Linked DNA regions of Mus musculus: region 1 is linked to region 2. Evidence: chromatin contacts called from public Hi-C data. All regions are on one chromosome and are shown on one strand. The core of a region is the stretch at or near the end of the contact, and the rest is flanking DNA. Distances in the headings are between cores, read along the strand shown.

Region 1 (6,889 bases), core at 3,815-6,314, 3.3 Mb before region 2:
TTGAAGTAGAAGGAAAAAAAAAAAACAACCCGGCTTCGATATCCATCTAACAGGACTGGTGCCTGCGCAAGCAGAAGAGAAACCGACAAGCAGAAGGCAGTTTCCTACATGGCAGTACCTGTAATAAATGAGCGGAAACATCTTTAGACAGCAGTGTGCAACTTTGACTGACAAAAGAATACTGCACACAGTCTCTGAGCTGACATTTCCTTTCACCCTTTCAGTCTTTCCCAAATGCACGTGTGCGTGCTTTGTTCGGTACTAAATGACTTGATAACAACTAATCAGAACCAAAAAACTTCATTTGATACGTAAGAGGACAATTTCCCCTCTCCTCTATAGATCTGTGCTCATCCTTATATCTATAATGAGATGTGAAGAGTAGGCATGTCCATTCAAATAATGGTAATTATCTAAATTTAAGTATACTGTGATGTTGAATAAAATGTTACAATTGACAAGTAGTAAAAGAGAACTTTTTCTCTCCTCTGCCTTGCTTAAAAAGTATGTGAAATATTTCTTAAAATTTTATATCTGTTTAGCTCCCAAGAAAAACAAGAGGGTTCCAGGATCTTAATTTAGTTTTTATTCCCACATTAAAAGATGAAAGGAAGGAGGAGAGAGAGGAAGGAAGGAAGGAAGGAAGGAAGGAAGGAAGGAAGGAAGGAAGGAAGGAAGGAAGGAAGGAACTAAGCAAGTAAGATTAAAATGTAAATGTTCAAGTGTGTAGTCTGCAAGATCAGGGCTGGCCTATGTGATAGCTTTGTCCAGTCCCTTTAAATCTATCTGCCTTTCCCCTGCCTCCTTCATTTCTGTTGAGAAGCTGAATTGGGGCTTATCTTGTTTTGAGCACCTGGGAAGATGGAAGATAATTCCATTCTGACCACCTTCTTCAAAATGCTCTCTGCACAGATGTGGTTTTTCAGAAAGTGTTTATACCATCATTTACAAAAAATAATCATGGCAAGCTGTAGATGAGGAACTACAGTCAATATTCAGAGATAGAACCCTAGAGTCAGGGAAAGCTAAAGTCAGTAGTAGAGAATGCTCAACGTCTGGAATCTTAAACTGCAAACTTAAAGAGGATTTTACTTCAAGAATTGGTAACTACTTCTAAAAAACAAAGTCAGTTATTAAATCCCATAATTAATACAACTGAAGTAATCACAGGGTGATTTAGGGTAAATTTTTCTATTTATTTCTGTGACTTATGATAGTAGTATTTGGAAACCAGAACACTTCATTAAAAAAAAATGCACTAATACAACACTCATTTCTTTTTGTCCTTTCTCGTTTTTTACATTTATCATATGAAAAAGAAATTGCCTAAGGCAGTGGTTTGCAAACCACAGCAGTGATAGGACTCCCTGGAGCATTTGCTACAACCCAGATTTCTAAACATCACCTAGATTCTAGAATGCACAATTCCATTTCTGACAAATCTTCAGAAAGTGCTTGAGGCAGAACCCATCGAAGGCCCTCCGGCCGAGTACCTTTGTCTTGGGGAAATCCCCATAATTGCTCCGTGATTTGGTTTGGGCACCGTCATATCCTTTAATGATTTTATTAAGGGGTTGGTTTAAAACAATCTCATATAATTTTTTTAAAGCTATCCTGCTTAATTAAATATTTATTAACTTTTCGGAAAGGCTCTTTTGTTCTTAAGACCTCCTCAATACGGTACTTTAAGATAAAGATTGAGAGGTTAGGCAGATGACTCAGTGATCAAGAGCACCTACGGCTGTTTCACAGGACCACAGTTCTATTCGCAGTATCTACTCAAGAAGCTCACAGTCACCTGTAGCAGTTCTTGGACATCTGATGCCCTCTCCTGGCCTCTGCAGGCATCTGCACACACAGTTAGATACATATACAGATAAATGAATATAAATCAACAAACCTTCTTAAAAGAGGTTTAATTTTCTTTTCTCCAGTCTTCTTTGCCCCACCTCTGGGTCTCTGTTAGGGATTGAACAGTTAGCTTACTGAACAGTAGACAATCACTCTCCACTGAGCTCTAATGCCATCTCCAAAGTGATATTTGATTGTGTCATTGTTCCAACATATCCTTTGCCCTCCCAGGATGAGCACTGTTCTAAAATTGTTCATTCTTAGGAAATTTGCAGAGAAGACTGTGTGTATTTCACACTGTATTTGTTTGGGCTGCTTCAGATCGTAGATACTAATTTTTTTTAATTTTTTTTTTTTACTGAAAGTGGTAACATTATAGGCTGATATCCCAATGTAAAAACCCTTCATTCACAGACTCTGCCCTCCACAGTTTTGAACCTGGTAGAATCAGAGAGAAACCTTCGAGTTCATTAGTTCACCAAAGACTAAAATAGGAGAAAACCAACCAAGCAAGCAAACTTCACTGTCATTATATCATAGTAAACATCTGCTTTTGTTTTTTGATTACTTTAGTTTAGTTATAAATGTGTGCTGAAGGGGGAACAGAGGGTAGAAGGGTGCATCTTAATTCAGCCAATAGTAGATATGCTGCCATTCCCTGTTCAAATGGAGAAAGTATAGTTATCTCTCCCCTTATTCTATGTTCCCCTTCCTTATAAGCATACTAACTGGTGGCTTTGATTAAACTTTTAAATAACTAGCCACTTCTTTGTATTGTCTCCATTAAACAAAGTTTCAGTTCATAGTGAAAACCAACAAGCATCACTTCTTGAAGCCTATCTTCATCTTACCCACTCTTCATCCCAGTGAACTCAACTGCCTATCTGGCAGTCTCTGGAGTCAGATAGGATCATCCGGCCTTCTCCAACTTTTCCCACCACTGATAAGTTTCCATTTTGTCTGTGGATGTGATTGTGCCCTACGATTATACTCTGGTCCCATCAAAGCTTTCCTCACTAATCCTTCCTAATGAAGTTCCACCAGGCAAGCAATTTGGGTCACCATTAGAAAAAGCTGGTGTAGTACCATCTTCCTCCTGGGGAACTTGTGTGACTCCAGAGAGTATGCTGAAAAGAAAACACCTTCTTGAGGAAGTACAGTCTCACCACCAAGACATTGCACTGCATTCTATTAAGTGTGGGTGGAATTGTGAAAGAGACAAATGCCTTTGCCTTTCAGCATCCCTGATTATTTTAGAAATATCCTGATAGGGCTTTTAACATTATCTTAATCCTCTTTCACACTTCTTAATCACCCAGACCTCCCTTAAGAAACTGTCAGGAAAGTCCAACTGCAGAGCTTCACATAGAGATTAGGGATGTGGATAGGGTCACCTTAAATTTCAGGGGTCCAAGAGTTAGTGAAGATAACATGCTTTGATATTGCAAGAGTAAACATGCTTCAATGACTGAAACAAATTTATAACTGAACTTGGTGACATTGGATTCTGAATCCCTTCGGCTTGTCAGCTGAGTTTTACTTTTTAGGAAAATTAGATCAGAGGATATCCTCTCTCCGGCAGTCTTTTCTTTTGAGATGACTTTGTTACTTGTGACAATCCGCAGCCTTCAGGAACATATGACCTTTTTTTCCTTCTCCTAGATGTAAGAAAGTACCCCAAGGAAAGGCTCAGACCATTTGTTCAAAGTGAAAATGAATGTCTGAAAATTAAGCACAACCGAAGGTGTGATCTATTTCTTTGTCCACTTGGGACTGTCTAGTCTAACGGCAGTTATAATTTGATTGAGTTTGACTGCTGTTCTTTTCTAAGACAGAATTAGCCAAAGCCAGAATGCCTCCTCATAAGCGAACACAGCCTTTGAATAGAGAACAAACAGCAACTGCTGGAGGGGTAAAATACCCCTTGTCCCCCACCCAAATAATTTACCAAGTTTCTTTCTTTAGTGTCCCCCACCCAAATAATTTACCAAGTTTCTTTCTTTAGTGTCCCCCACCCAAATAATTTACCAAGTTTCTTTCTTTAGGGTAACGAGAATGTGAATCAAACAGATAATAACCTGATAGCCAATGTCTTCAACTTTTTACCGTGAGAGGTTAGGTACAGCATCAAAAAGCCAAATTTGCATAAGTATTATAAGCATATTGTGCCTATTTTTCCATTCTGCTCACTGCGTCTCATTAATTCGAGTCAGACAGTACAGGCTCCACAGCCCGTGCGTCTGCTCCTCTGCACCCCTTCTGCTGCAGCTCTGTCCCCAGATGGTCAAAAACCCATCTTCAGAGCTCACGTCTAGTCTAGTGAGTCAGAAAACAGATAAACCCCTGTCTTCCATGGAAGAGAGTTTTGAAGAAAGGTAAGGGATGTTTAATTTGTCATGTATTTCACAGTGTTTAAATGACAAACAGAGATCGATGCCGCTGAATATTTCCACGTGTTAGTCTTGATGGCCACAAGAAAAGAGACCTGGGTCTATGGGTCTGTGGCCCCTATATGCATTGGCTTATACTTGGGTGCGGATTTTGATTTGTTTTGTTTAAAAAAAAAACAAAACAACTGAGTGCTTACGAAATTCTATCATTAGACTGGGCAATCCAAGGGTAGGGCATCACTTGGTAGAAAAAGGGGAGATGCAAGGACAGTACTCTCCCCCTGAGGGGGGAGGGAGGGCAGCATGTCAGAGCCACTCTGACACAGCTTTCCAGACCCTCTCTTTATGGCCACAGCAAGTTCTACCCTTTTCCTGCCCATTCACTTCTCTGCAAATCTCTCTTGACTGCCTCTACTGTCCCTTATCTCCCCCCTCCGTCCCTTCCCCCCCCCCCCCGCCTCCCAAAGGAGTAGCAACCCTAGGGCATTAGGACTGATCGACCCACCCCCATGAAACCAGTAGTTTTATCAGGCAGTGGTCTTGCAAACATGCAATTCCTTATGCAAGACGTCTTCAGAATGAGGGAAAAGGTGAATGGTCCACGCGCTGCCGCATCCTCGCCCTCCACAGAAACCAGCTTTGGGCGTCTGAGATGCTTTTCAAGATAATGTTAGCCTTGGGGCTCAGGTGAGACCTAGAGAGAGAAAGCTGGAGGGTACCTCCTGCGCATCCTTTTCTGATCTGCCAGCAGTCTTTATCCAAGAGCTTGGCGGCGCGGCGGGCTGCGCGCAAAGCTTGGAAGGGCTCATCTTCACCCGGTGACTCCGGCGGCGGAGGCGCGCTGGGCGTGCTCGTGAGCGACCAGCGAAAAGTTGTGCGCACTCTTGGTAGGAGGAAAGGGAGTGGAAACCAAGCGCGGGAGAGCGCAGGGGCAAGGCAGGGAGGGGGCGGGGTGGGGGACTGCTTACATGAATTTCCAAGTGGTAGACCTGCCTCTGAGCTCTGCCCAATGAGATCCGTCAGGGGAGGCACCCGGCTCACTTTTCCACATCACTTCACAGTTACATTTGGCAGGCAGGCGGGCTCGCAAGCCGGAGCGCTCGGCCCAGAATTAGTGGATGGATTTGGAATCTCCCTACCTCCTCCAAGCTCCGCCACTGTCACTTTGGGCATAGACCTGAGCGTCAACACCGGAGCTGTACTTTTAGGCTGTGGACGCAGAGCCCAGCGCGCCGGCTTCGCATCCCCGCACCAGGCTCCACAGCTCTGAGAGGCATGAACGCGACCCGGAGGAGATTACCCTGCGCGCGGGGATTCGTGGACATTAGCTGTTCTCGGGAACTGACCCTCAGCTCCTCCAGCCATTTATGAACCCAGAGTCTTGAGGCTTTTCCGCATCCCGGAGCCCGACCTGAGTAAGTACTATCCCCTATCCGCGTACGCCTCCGGGCGGGGAAGAGCCGAGGGGATTGCTTCCTTTAGGAATTCCCACGCGCCCTCACTCACCATACGCACCTGGGGGATGGAGGAACGCTAGCACTGATAACCCTCCGAGCCGCATCTCCTTTCGTTGCTTCTGTAGCTGATGGGGTTGCCTTCTACCTAACCTGTTTTGCAAACTGCTCTCGGAGCCCCATTTTGCCCACCTCCAGTTCCCGCGCCACCCGTTCCTTCTTTGCAGTCGCTTGTCGGTTTCACCCTGGAGACGCAGGCAGGCGCTGCTGCAGCGGTGCGCCTTCACTGCGGGGTCGGTGCGGTGAAAGGGAAATACTCGCCTCCTGCCCAGAGGAGGCAGCGAGCTCGAGAGGAAAGCGCGTTGAGAGGCTAGAGGAGCAGGTTCCTTGTTTTCCGCATGTCCCCACCTCTTAGTCGTGGGAGGGCGACCTCCTCGGTTGGGCCGAGGGCTACCGCTCTGCTGCGAAAGCCCCAGCGCCAGGATTTTCCACAAGTGTCTGTTCCAGCCCGGGGGCGCGGTGCCAGCTGCAAACTTGCGGAGCTCCGGGGCCACCTAGCCACTCTGTAGTCATCAAGATGCTGCTCTGCACTGGCTTAGGACCCACAGACAGACCAGTCAGTAGCAGCGAGCCCGCATCCACAGCCCTCCCAAGCACCCAATGACTTCTCCCTATCCCAGAGCCCACAGTGCATAAAGATTCGCAGTGATCTCCGTGCTTAGCTTTAGCCAACCCTGGGGGTCCAGCCGCGCCCCTGCCAGACAGCAGGCGAAAGGGACTCCTGGCTATGTTCCGCCAGCGTGGTAACAGGTTCATAAGAGACCTACCCTGGTTTCCTAAGGCTCTAGCCAAGCCTGGTAAACCGGGTAAACGTGATGCCTCCGATGCTGATACCAACAGGTATCCAACAATTCCTCCGATTTTTTTCCTTCTTCCTAAGACTAAAACCTCACCTTGCCCAATGCTGTAAAATTCTCAAAGTTTTGTGGTGGTGGCCCCTTGCCTGAAGGCATACAATTTGAGACACGACAGTGACTAGCCTGTTAGCCTCCTGAGCGGAGATGGCAGCTGTTAGCTTGGATGGCTAAACGTAAGAAATCAAACAACATTAATTGTTTATTGTCGTAAACGCACAACATTAGTCTGTAATGGAAAATCAGGCTGGCAGCTGCTCACTTCATCTCCAATTAAAGG
Region 2 (6,496 bases), core at 3,705-6,204:
TCCCTGAAGTGAGCTAACCTGAGCTACCCTCGACAGCATCCCAGTCAGCAAAGTGAAACTAAGCAGACATTAGTAAAATAGAATTTTTAAAGCTTGTATTGCTGCTAAAGTGTTACTGGGAGGACTTGAATTTTCCAGATTTGCCACTATTTAAAGATACAAATTTCCAGGTATCATTTTAGAATGTATTTGGACATTCATTTCTTGATATTCCTTTTCTTTTCTGTGTATAGTAGATAAATCTGTGTTGAATGGTATAAAGTCATATGATAGTAACCTGTCTCTAGCATGTAAAGATCTCTGAGCAACTAGGTGACATCTCTGAGCAAATGGTAGAGATTTAGGCTGTCCATTCTTGTTTACCTTTGAGGAATTAAAACAAAAACAGTATTGACAGACTGAATATTTCCACTCCTGAAGAGTTCTTTAAAATGCGGAAGAACTTTGTCCTGACCTCTAAGGTCTTCCTGGCTACTGTAAGCTACATAAAGATACTGGTAAGTTTCCAGTAATGTGCAATGACAGTGTACACACACACACACACACACACACACACACACACACACACACACACACACGTAGAAACACTGTAGGAACGTGTACAAAGAGATGGCCTGAAAGAGCATCAGTTGAAGCCTCAAAGGGAAAGTGACATGCATGAGAACTTTAGCATGAAACAGTAGGGAGAAGGTCTATTGGTGATAATGCTTTTCAAACTCTACCTAAATGGTAGGGTTAAAAAGACTAAGATCACATTGATCCCCAAAAGCTATACAAACACAAATTTCTTACCTGGGTTTGTATTAGTAATGCATGGAACTAAATCTGCATTATAGAAATACAAAATACAGTGGCAACAGAGTGTACCTGTAAGATACTATTTGCCTTTTTTATACCAAGCCATATCCAGGGCCAAAGGGACAGAGTTTGACATTATAGTCTGACCATTGCAGTTTAGTCAGTCATTTGAGATTGTGACAGGCAGAAGGTAAATGTCCTATGGTCAATGTGATATGGACTGTTTATTAATAAATAAGAACAAAATCTAATGAGCCATGCTTCCATTAGCTAGATCACATTCTAAGAACCCTTGTTACTCTTTATTAGGGCTTCTCTGCGTGAGACATCATCGGCTTTCCTAAAAGACAGTCATCATCATCCCTTGTATGTCTAAAATTGAAGCCACAAAATTTGATGCAGAGAGATTCCAAGGGCATCTGCGTGCAAAGATCCATCCAATTATAAATCCATGTCAAGGTCCATGCGTGTGCGCATGCATGTATGCTAGCGTGTTTGTAGTGTTGAAGGGAGGACATGAGTCACTGGAAAGTATGTATGTTAATAGAGCAGAGGGCCTGTGAGAGAAAGGTGTTACTTCTTACATTTTCCAGGAATGTTCACTCAAAGATGTTTAGGGAAAGTTCAAATTTTTTTTCCAAATTCTCAAAGTATCTTTATATTAAATATGGCTAATTGTATTTATTGCAAACATGGTTTAACAGTAATCCTCATATTATGTTTACAGAACATTAGGAAAAAAACATCATTTGAAGGAAATGCTTTTTTGCTTTTTATTTTAATTAATTTACTTTTTTACACTCCATATTATATCCCCCTACCCCAATCCACCCTCCAACTGTTCCACATGCCACACCTCCTCCCCACTCCCCTACCTCCACGTGGATGTCCCCATCCCCCACCCCACCTGACCTCCAAACTCCCTGGGGCCTCCAGTCTCTTGAGGGTTATGTGCATCATCTCTGAATGAACACAGACATGGCAGTCATCTACTGTATGTGTGTTAGGGGCCTCATATCAGCTTGTGTATGCTGTCTGTTTGGTGGTCCAGTGTATGAGAGATCTCAGGGGTCCAGATTAATTGAGGCTGCTGGTCCTCCTACAGGGTTGCCCTTCTCCTTGGTGTCTTTCAACCTTCCTTAATTCAACAACAGGGTTCAGCTGCTTCTGCCCATTGGTTGGGTGCAAATATTGCAGGGAAAGTTCAACTTTTAAAGATAATAATCTCCGTTTTAGACTTCACACAAAAACCTAACCATTAAGGTAAGAAATCGCAGATCAAAGGTAATCATCATAACCTAGAGAGCAGAGAAAAGTTATTTTTTTTCTCAGGTAAGATGCAAGAAACTTACTACCAGCGTGTTGTTATCAGACGCCTGCTCATTTCCATCACAGAGAGGAAGTGCAAGGCATCAGCCTTCCACAATATTTGGGTGCAATGTTATTTTCTCTGTCCCCAGAGCCAACACTTCCGTAATTATTTGATATATAAAAAAAAATTATCAAAAGCATTGGTGCACATCAGTGAGAACTTTCAACCACCTTGAAAATGACTTTTAGAATATTTCATTAGCAGACTGTCTCTCAGAGCCTGAGTTGACATTCATGTTTCTTCATACCAGTCTTTCATCCATAAAACCCTTTGTTCTCCTGAACAGTTTCCAGACAATGTAGGCAATCACAAAAAAAGCATCCACCCCAGCATTTGATCAGCCTTATTCAAATCTCATCTATTAATACTTTTGTGAGATCTTTCTAAGAATTTTATTTCCTTTCTTTCAATACCATCATATTATTTCTTTTTTAAAAAAAATGCTAAATTTAATGAAATGGAAGCCTGATATTTTGTAGGAAATAAGCACAGCTCGTGGGGAAAAAAATCCATCCACTATTATCACTTTCGATAAAGTATATGAGAAAGTAACCATTGTGTTGGGTTTGAAGATTTAATTTTAAATACATAAGATTGAATGTCTAGCCCTCAGAATATTATGGGAGGCAGCCTTTACTTAAACAGCATCTCCCACACACCCAAAAGTAACATATTCAAAATAAAATAATTTGAGTAGCCAAAAACATAAGTATGAATGTTTTAATAAAAAGCAAAGCATTAAATGAGCTGGTTAGGATTACAAAGTCTTCCTAGACCCCTTACAACATGAAGGATCGCTGTGATTAATATCTGCAAAATCAAGAATCATACCACTTCAGCTCTTCCAGGAGTTATGCAAAAACGGATACTTTAGTCAATCTACTGTAAGCATGACACTAGAGCTGCTCCTAAAGAACTGAACTGTTGCTGAGTCTTGGCATGGGAGAGGCCATATTTTATGAAGCACGCATACTCCAGAAGCAGGAAAAGCTGCTTTTGATTCACAGCTATGCCTACTAACCCGATTTTAGTCATTTAAATGATTTGGAAAAAGAGTGCATTCGTTACTTATCCTATCGATGTAATAAATGCCCTGACAAAAACAAGTTAAGGGAGAAAGGGGCTATCTTGGGCTCACAGCCCAAGGGCACAGCCCACCCTAGCAGTGAAATCCTAGCACAGGGGCTGGAGGCATTGACTCTGCAGTCAGGACCCAAGCCCAAGGAATGGCGCCGCCCACCTTTAGGATTTGTCTTCCTACCACAATGAGCTTAATCTAGATGCTTCCTCTGCAGCAGTACCAAGGCTATCCTCATCTAGATAATCTCTCACAAGTGTGATCAGAGACTTTGTATCATAGTCAAGTCCAGAGCCTGTTAATAGGTTAATATTGACAATCAATATTAAGCATCACAGACAGTTAACACAAGCCAGGAAAATCAAGAAATACTAAGCTCAATTTGATTTAATAACTCTGAGGTGTTGTTGGGTTTTGGGGGTTTGTACCATATGCATACAGGTGCCCAAGAAGGCCAAAAGGGGTGTCAAATCCACTGGAATTACAAACAGTTTGTAAGATGCTAGCTGATATAGGTGCTGGGAACAGAACCCAGGTCAAAAGCAACAATGTTCTTAAGTGCTGAGTCAACTCTCCAGCCCTCTTTTATTTTAAATGGATTAATTTCTTCTCTATGTGCTTCTGTCTGTAGAGAGGGGAGTTGCAAAACCCACCCTGGACTTGCCAGGCCACATCTTTGAGATTCTAATTTCACCTTCTTCTGAGAACCTTGAATTTCTAGGTTTACTGATTTGTCATCCAGATTAATTTACTAGTATGGGACTTCATATTTGTGTTTTGTTAGTAAACAAAAATTTATTTCAAGTAATATAATGTCACAGAGAGATAGACACTGTCAAAAAAATCAAAGGGTTGGAAAATAGTACTGAATGGAGCTGGAGAAACGGCCCAAGAGCTAGGAGCTTTGCAGCTCCTCCAGATGGCCCTGGTTTGATACTCAACACCTGCTTGGAGGCTCACACCGGGCTGTAACGCCAATATCACGGTATCTGGTGCCCTCTTCTGGCCATTATAAGTACTGCATGCATGCGGTGCACTGACATACAAGGGAGCCAAACATCCATGCGATGCAAAAATGAAATGAAAATAAATAAGGCTAAGAATATTTCTTAAACAAGAGAAATATATTTAGCATAATCATAAATTCAACAGAATGTTTTAATATCAAATTGGAGACAGAATACCCGCCCGTTTGTAATCCAGCACACGTGAGACAGGCAGAAGGATCACTGCAAGCTTGCTACAAGGTAGCACTGTCTCAGACACAAAAAAAGTAACATCGAGATGGAAATAAAATCAGTTCCTCACTGTCTCTCATTTTTGGCAGTTTCCCCAATGTTTGCTCCCACCATGAAGTGCTGCCTGCCCCAAAATGAGGAGCCTACCTACCCATCATAGCCTGAAACCTCCAAATGAGTGACTCAAAACAAGCTTGCTATCTTTGTAACTTACTCTCCCTGGTACTTATTGTAGGGATAGGAAGCTGGGTAAACACCAATTCCTGCTTTCACACGGGAAACATAGACACATGGGCGAACAGTCACAATTCCCAGTGTAGAAATTGTCTATGCGTTTCACGGACTATAGAGGAGAACCCACATTCTCTTACACGCTGGTCCTCATTTGTGCCTGTTACTTGGATCTATCTTTGTCATCCCCAGCACTCTGGAAAATTACATAGCGCTCTTAGGAAATCAGGAAACTATTCTGAGCCTGTGGTTTTCTATAGCTCACCATGGAACCGTGAAGGGCAGCTGCCAGCTTGACTCATACATACCACCCAAAATGTACTCCCAGACACTCCTCCAGACTCTCTGTTTCACGGTAGCCCCCACCTAGCCTTGTTTCACTTTCTGCAACCCACCCTCAAAGTCACTGCTGCCTCGGAAGCTGTCCGGTGATCTTTCGTGGTAATCTCCAGCAGCCAATTGGGTTTGGCAGTCTCTGTGCTCACCCTCTTCCGACCCACTCCCGAGTCTCCTCCAAGATGCCCCGTTTGTAGATCCCAATCTAAACGAATCATATCAGCTTACTACCTTGTTTCCAACTGGGGTTAGTCAAAGCAGAGCAGAGTCCTTTCATGCAAAGAGAGAGCTTTTCATTGAGGAAAAAATATAGAACGAAATCCTGTCATTTTTCTGTCTATGCCCTGGATGAGTCTAAAGGACATTAAGTGAAATAAACAGGTGCAGAAAAATAGTTGCCATACTGATATACGCAAAGGGAGATAGTTCATCTCAGAGGATGGTGGCTACAGAGACTGGGGAGGAAAGGGCAGGGCGAGGTGGAGAGGGATGGTTAACAGGTACGGGGTTGGAGAAGCTACTAATGTGTGGCAACACAGCAGGGTAACTCTAGTTAATAATTACTAGCTAAGATTTTTAAATAACAGGTGTTTGAGGTAAGGATTTGTCAGTTTCCCTGATATGATCCTTATGCATCATAAGCATGCATTGAAATATCACACTATACCTCAAATGCATGTACAGTTACTGTGCCGATTGAAAATTTAGATTTTAAAAATAGAGTCCCTCAGCTGGTCTCCACAAAGCTTCCTCGTGCTGCGTTCTGTAACTGCTCCTCTTCCAACTCTTGCCACTGGTAGCCAGCCTCATCGCCACCCTCCTCTATCCGAGGCTTTTAAAAAGCACCGTGTCGTGGAGTCCCCTCGGCCTGCCTACACTTTGGCTAAGTCTCTTTATTCAGTAAGACTCCTCACCTCAAACCACCCCCATTTGAGGTGGCAATCTGTTTCCTGCCAGCAGCCTGCCAAGCTGGAGTCCTTATCGGATTTGCTTGCTCGCCAACATTTGATACCAGCGTCGGCCGCCTTCTTATCTCTAGCGACCTGCTTCGTCTCCCTAATGAGTCTGCCTCAGAGTGGTCAGGAAAAGATGACAACACGAGTCTTCAAGTGGCCTCCCTCAGAAACTCGTGATCAGAGTAAAAAACGTGTGCTTTCCCCTACACAATACCTGAGTGCCGCCCACACACGGTCTGAGTGGACTTGTGCGATCTCCCACACGCTGATGAGCGTCACTGGTAAGTACTCTCCACTCTGAGATTCTCTGTAGAGAACCCGCACATCTTCAGCACCTCAGTCTTCTCAACTCAACACAGGGCCTTGGCTGCCCGTCGGCTTTCTTCTCCCATACAGTGTCCAGCATGCTCTCTCAAAGCAGTAAACACGGGCCACCAAAGGATTGATTTGTTTCCTGTCTCTCTTTTTATTTCTTTTTTTTATTATT

Evidence for each region. A called contact is a pair of places that touch in the nucleus more often than the background predicts.
Region 1: a contact with region 2 is called in a Hi-C map of cerebral cortex, with 8 times the contacts expected there. The contact joins the promoter of A330008L17Rik here to the enhancer-like site in region 2. A contact is called at or near these places in 5 of 39 promoter capture datasets (cranial neural crest, frontonasal cranial neural crest, hippocampal neurons and 2 more) and 9 of 484 Hi-C or Micro-C datasets (cerebellum, cerebral cortex, cortical neurons and 2 more).

What each region holds. Positions count from the first base shown.
Region 1 is chr8:99,414,849-99,421,737 of GRCm38.p6, reverse strand. It overlaps A330008L17Rik (RIKEN cDNA A330008L17 gene), which reads right to left and starts at 5,064. Exons shown (of 5, transcript NR_132435.1): 1 at 4,961-5,064. Cdh8 (cadherin 8) reads left to right here and starts at 5,267. Exons shown (of 12, transcript NM_007667.3): 1 at 5,267-5,656.
Region 2 is chr8:96,150,804-96,157,299 of GRCm38.p6, reverse strand. No RefSeq gene overlaps it. Among named protein-coding and RNA genes, the nearest start is that of Gm31892, 150 kb to the right of the region's middle. Within about 2 kb of position 4,954, at least 18 of the 459 cell types and tissues checked have an H3K27ac peak or open chromatin away from gene starts, as enhancers often do. A contact at or near this core is called in cerebral cortex and hippocampal neurons, where this site is marked.